2 separate regions of the Mus musculus genome follow, and region 2 is linked to region 1. Evidence: chromatin contacts called from public promoter capture Hi-C data. All regions are on one chromosome and are shown on one strand. Each heading gives the region's core, a stretch centred on a gene start, on an enhancer-like site or on the middle of the called end of the contact. The rest is flanking DNA. Distances are from core to core; before and after follow the strand shown. Region 1 overlaps Nsd3 (nuclear receptor binding SET domain protein 3). Region 2 overlaps Bag4 (BCL2-associated athanogene 4).

Region 1 (2,840 bases), core at 75-2,574:
ATCCACTACAGTTGTCTGCTCCGCAGTGGCACACTGTCCTGCCGTTGCCCAGACAGTCCAAGTTATAGTTAAACGTTAACTCCATCCCTGAAATACAGGAGAAACAAATTATTCACAGTGATGTTAGGAGGGAGAAACACTGCCTGACACTTTCATGTAGACACACGGTTCTGAGACAAAGGCTTGTCCCAGGCTGGCAAGGTGGCTCGGGGTGAAAGCGCTTGCCATGAAAGCCTGACAATGGGACCTGGATTCAGATTCCATGGTGAAGCAGAGTCCTAGGAGTTCCTGCCTTGTCCTCACAAGCGCATATAAATGCACGCATCACATAACTACAGACTCTTCCTTCCATACCCCATCTCACTAAAAACAATGATAGAGAGAGGCCTTGTGGTCAACAATCCCTGCCCACCTAAGATGTTCTAAAAAGAGAAAACCCTTCAGCAAAAAGTGGTGAAAACAATGAAATAAGAGCTCTGGGCATGGGACCTGTGGTCAGGTAGGGCTTCTAGGGCTGGAGAGGTGGCTCAGCTGTTAAGAGCACTGACTGCTCTTCCAGAGGACCTGAGTTCAATACCCATCAACCACATGGTGGCTCACAACCATCTGTAATGAGATCTGATGCCCTCCTCTGGTGTGTCTGAAAACAGTGACAGTGTACTCACATACAGAAAATAAATAATTTTTTTTAAAAATAAGGGCTTCCAGCCTTGCCCTCTTTCTACAGCTAAGCTCTAGTTTCTAAGTGACACTACTGTGGTGTCATGACAGTGTTAGGAACGCCTTCCACTGTGAACCAATACACATTTACAACTGTAGCTCACCACACACACCCATGCTGAGCAGCCTTTCACCAGGTGCCCTAGCTACTGAGCCGCCCTTACCAAGCCCCTAAACTTGGAAAACTAGCTGGTTCTGTTGACAAGCTCGGAGGGAAGGAAAGGAGAGCAGTAACCATGGCTCCGAGGCTCCTCAAGTCTAACCTGAAACAGAATGATCTTCAGAGTTGAAGAGGAAAAGAAAAAGAAGCCAGCTGGTGTGGGGACAGCAAATTGCTTTCTTAAAAAAGGATTTACTTGGACTGTTTGTAATTACGTGAATGTGTGTATGTGTGTATGTGTGTATGTGTGTGGGTGCCCGTGGGAGCTGGAGGGCTCTGACCCTTGCAGCTGCAGTATGGTCGTGAGCCACTCCACATGCACGCTGGGCATTGATCTCCGGCCCTCTGCAAAACAAGTATAGACTCTCCACTGCTGAGCCATCTCTCCAGCCTCCATGAGTTAATTACCTCTAGTATGCTTTAAACGCACAGAAGAGCTAGGCCATCTAGTTCTATTCTGCAGACAGCACTATTTTGGGAAGTGACGTGTCTGCACTGTGGCAGACCCTCCCACATCCTCTTCTGCAGAAAGGCTGGACAGGTTTTCTCTTTAGATGTAGTTTTACCACATTGGCAAGTAACGCCCAGTTGTCTGATCTGAATAGACTCTCAGGGGCTGGGCCTTTAAGACAGGCTTCCCCCGTGGAGGGGCCCCGGCAGCAAGTCACGCTTTACCTGCAGGAATGTCACAAAGAGCAAATAGTCCAACTCGAACGTCTCCATTTACAGTCCACTTCTGTGTCTCACAGTTTGGATTACAACTGTGGTTCATGAAACGAGAATAATTTCCCTTTGGTCCAGCATCAATTATACGGTCCTTCAGAAAGAAAAAAAAGTCTGTGTGTGGGGGGTGCTTCAACATAAACTGGATACAAGCCCATTTAGAAACATCCAGTTAGGGAACTCCAAGACAGGATCATTTATCATCAGCTGGTGTGCCAACTGTCAGCTCTAAAAACATTGCAGACACTCCTCTGTGGAGTTAACACGTTCTCTATTTGAGGACCTTAGGGTTTTGTTTTTTAAATTTTTCTTTCTTTCTTTTCTTTCTTTCTTTCTTTCTTTCTTTCTTTCTTTCTTTCTTTCTTTCTTTCTTTCTTTCTTTCTTTCTTTCTTTCTAGAAACTGCATAGAAACTGCTGATGGTAGTCTAATAAATAAGGATCAGCAGCAGGTCACATGTTTAGGCATTCTTGATCGTGCACGGAGCTATATGGTTCAGGTAACCAACTGCTCAGGCAGTTCCTTCTCAGCTTCTCTCTTGAACTCTATGCTAGAAGATAAACTGCTATGGGATGGACGAGTTTACCCACGAGGACAGAGAAGGGCAATGAGACTCTCTCTGAGCGGGAGGTGACAGTCCTTCATGTCTGTCCTCTCACAGGGGTTACCTACGCAGGAAACACTAGACAGTTAGGTCTGTCAGTGTGGACTCTAACAGTGAGGTCGTGCCAAGGCCTGAACACACAGGACGCTGTCACTGAACTGAACTCAGTAAGAGGATTCGAGACGCAGACTCCAGCCTAACACCGGCAGTCGAGGTTACCCTGTAGCACGTGCAAGCTGTACACTTTTCTATTTTTTAATTTTTTTTTTTTTTTTGGTTTTTCGAGACAGGGTTTCTCTGTGTAGCCCTGGCTGTCCTGGAACTCACTCTGTAGAGCAGGCTGTCCTCGAACTCAGAAATTCGCCTGCCTCTGCCTCCCAAGTGCTGGGATTAAATGTGTGAGCCACCATGCCCGGCTACACTTTTCACATAAGACATAACTACATATAGTTTATCTTCCTTTTTTCTTTTTTGAGATAGTGTCTGACAATGTGGCTCTGGTTGGTGTGGAACATGCTATGTAGACCAGGCTGTCCTTGAACTGAGAGATCTGCCTGCCTCAGTCTCAAAAGTGCTAGGATTAAAGGTGTGTGCCACCATGCCCACAACCTCTTTTACTGTTTTTTGTTGGTTT
Region 2 (3,029 bases), core at 351-2,850, 71 kb before region 1:
TAAATATGGCACAGGGTTTTACCTTTAAAAAAAAGAGAGAGAGAGAACGTCCAGGCCTGAGCAGCTCAGTGGCTGCTCTTCTAGAAGACCTGGGCTCAATTCAGCATCCACATGGCAGCTCACAGCTGTCTGTTAACTCTAGTTGTAGGTGGTCCAGCGCCCTCTTATGGCCTACTCAGGCACCAGCCACACATACATACATGTGTTTGTAATATATTTATCCTACTGCCACAGTTCTTGGTTAGCCATCAGAACTGGATGATAAAATCCTATTGTTGAAGACACCACATACTTTGCAGACTGTAGAGAAATCAAAGCGAAACTGACCTGTAAACTTTCTCCCTTCTGGCTAGTTTTCATAATGCCTTGAGCTGCTGTGCAGGCTGCTTGAGGAAAAAGGTTTATGAACAGTCTTAACTCGCTGTGGATGTTGGTGTCTAAGAAACGTCCATCTTTGTCAGACAGGGATAGTTTATTGAGCATACACCCCAGGACTGGTCAACCAGGGCCATGGTCCAGATTTGGTAACAGCCATGATGCAAAGTTAAGATTCTACAGGGTTTTTAAGCCCCAATCCATTAACATCTGTGCCAAGTTATTCCACCAATCAGGATTTAGAGATAGGGGATTTCCTTAGGATTAAGTCTTTGTTGTACACTTATCCTGCTTGCATTGGTTGGGGTATTCAACTGTGGCTGGGGGCTTGCTTTGTCCTAACTTGTCTACCAGGATGGGACTTGTCTAACGTTCATGTCTTAACTTGCCAACCAGGATGTCAGTTATCCACATACATATTTCTTTCTGCCAAGTAGGATGTCTGTTCTCAGGGAGATCTTGGGAACTTAAATTTTACTCAACCACTACTCAAATGGAAGTCTTATTCCAAATAGTTTCTTCTGTTGATGCAGGTGTCTCCCTTATGTTGGAGTCCATCCCAGGGGCAGCTACACAGTTGTACTGATTTCTATCGTGATGGGTTCCCTAGGGCACAGAACATAACAGAATATGTAATCATCTTGGAATTAGAAAGTTTCCTAGTAACATCAGAAACATATGAGAAAGTTTTGCTATAAATGGCAGGCTAGCCAGGTAACTGTTTTACCTAGGTTCTAACAGTGGGCTCATGCTAAACCACTAACTTGCCTGGGAAAACGTGCCTACCTGTGTGATGGAGTGGCATGACTGTTGTAGGGTCCGAAGCACCTTGTGCTTTGAGCCCCACTCTCCTGGAGAGAATTCATTCCTGGTACTGTAAGCCTGCTCAGAACCCCATGGCTGGGGATGTCGTAGACCTGAGTGGGGAAACTGCTCCTACTGCTGTTTTGCTAAATGGACAAATTGTGCTCACCAAAGATCTTCCTTCTGATTATGTTTATGTTCACAGATTAGTGCTATTCTCAGGTTTGGTCAAAGGTTTGATAGTGTTGGTAGTGGTAGTGTGTGTGTGTGGGTTGTGTCAGTGTGTTGTAGTGGGTGGTAACTAATAATGCTCAGACAACTGGTTATTGTGCTGAAAAAAAGTCACTGTTATAGTGTTCAGCCCTAAAGAGGTCATGCATTTTATCCCCTCTGAGGATCAAAGAGCGCTACAGAAGCGGGAGTGGAAAGAATGTACGAGGCAGAGGAAGGAGGAGGGTGTTATGAAAGACTGTCTTCTGGGTATGACCCGATGGCTGCATTGATGAACTCACAGCAGCTGTGGTTACTATTTAAGACCTACACACCAGTGGGCTCAGAAGCACTCCATCCTTGACAGGGAAGAGGCTCATTAGGACCCACATTTCTGAGGATTTGTAGGCCATAAACAGAAGTTGGTAGAGAGTGGCTGACAAGGCACTCCCCCTTCCAGGGGAGAATGACAGTTAATAGTTGCTGGGGATGGGTTGGAGGTGGTCTTCAGTGATGTTTTTTTGTGAGGTGAGTCTGGCTGAAGAAAGAAAAGCAAGGAGCTATGGCGTTAGGAAGCTGAGTCAGGAAGAGAGGGAATGAATAGTGGGAGGATCCTGGTAGCTAAACTGAACCTTAGAGATTCACCTGAAGGGACTGACTCTTAAGAGTCTGAAGATGTAGGCCTGGGTTCACCACATCTAGAACAGTCAGCTTGTTGTCTTCTTGGTAGAGAGCGTAGATATACAATAACTCTAGGTTTAATCCAGCATAGTCAACAAACCATAAAACCCATCTATATAAGGGGAATAAAAGTGGTTTGTTATGAGCCAAAAGTGCACTTAAACTGTAAGTTCAAAGAATAAAACATATTGTGTGTTCAGCTAGACAGTCAGAAAGGTTTAAGAATTGAGCAGGGCAGTGGTGGCACACACCTTTAATCCCAGCACTTGGGAGGCAGAGCAGGCGGGAGGCCAGCCTGGTCTACAAAGTGAGTTCCAGGACAGCCAGGGCTACACAGAGAAACCCTGTCTCGAAAAACCAAAAAAAAAAAAAAAGAATTGGTTTGGAGCATTCTTACAAGAGTTAGTGTCTTAATGTAATTTATTTAAAGACAAAGCCCTGAAAAGATGGTGCTATCACAGCTTGAGTCACACGTTCCAGTTGTGATTGCTCTATATGAGTTGATGATACTGAAGTTATAAGCAGAAAGTACTGGAATACAAGAAAAAATGTATAGATATACTTGTGTGTGATTGGACAGGGAAAAGAATGGCAGGTTCCCGCAGTTCACCCCCAGCTACTCTCTTCCTGTGGTCCTGCTGCCTCTAGACTAGCCTCTGTGTGGTGGTCTTCTCAACTCCAGTTCGCCTGTTTCAGAGCCACTTGTACCTTCTCAGCCACCCACCCCCTGTGGTCGGTGGTCCCAAATTCCAGTAACCCAGAAAATCAAAACTCTAGAAGCTTGTAATTAATCAGTCAGATTTATATATCAATAAATTTTCAATTCACAAGATGCCAACACGATAATTTCAGAGCCAGTTGATAATGATACAAGGTACCCACCTAGATTACACAAGTTATTCTATCCCTATGTGATATTATAGCTACCTGTGGCTAAAAAGCCATGTGGAATGTGAATC

What was found. Capture Hi-C pulls out chosen DNA fragments and counts their contacts.
Region 2: a promoter capture Hi-C map of adipose tissue shows a contact between it and region 1. The contact joins two enhancer-like sites. A contact is called at or near these places in 1 of 484 Hi-C or Micro-C datasets (CD8 T cells), 4 of 115 datasets of contacts at active chromatin or transcription factors (the SCID.adh cell line, embryonic stem cells, intestinal crypt epithelium and 1 more) and 1 of 9 other capture datasets (adipose tissue).

The regions. Positions count from the first base shown.
Region 1 is chr8:25,707,920-25,710,759 of GRCm38.p6, reverse strand. It overlaps Nsd3 (nuclear receptor binding SET domain protein 3), which reads right to left. Exons shown (of 23, transcript NM_001081269.2): 20 at 1,556-1,697; 21 at 1-87. Among named protein-coding and RNA genes, the nearest start is that of Plpp5, 11 kb to the left of the region's middle. Within about 2 kb of position 1,324, at least 74 of the 459 cell types and tissues checked have an H3K27ac peak or open chromatin away from gene starts, as enhancers often do. A contact at or near this core is called in adipose tissue, where this site is marked.
Region 2 is chr8:25,778,667-25,781,695 of GRCm38.p6, reverse strand. The region is part of intron 1 of Bag4 (BCL2-associated athanogene 4); the gene reads left to right. Among named protein-coding and RNA genes, the nearest start is that of Bag4, 5.0 kb to the left of the region's middle. Within about 2 kb of position 1,600, at least 8 of the 459 cell types and tissues checked have an H3K27ac peak or open chromatin away from gene starts, as enhancers often do. A contact at or near this core is called in adipose tissue, where this site is marked.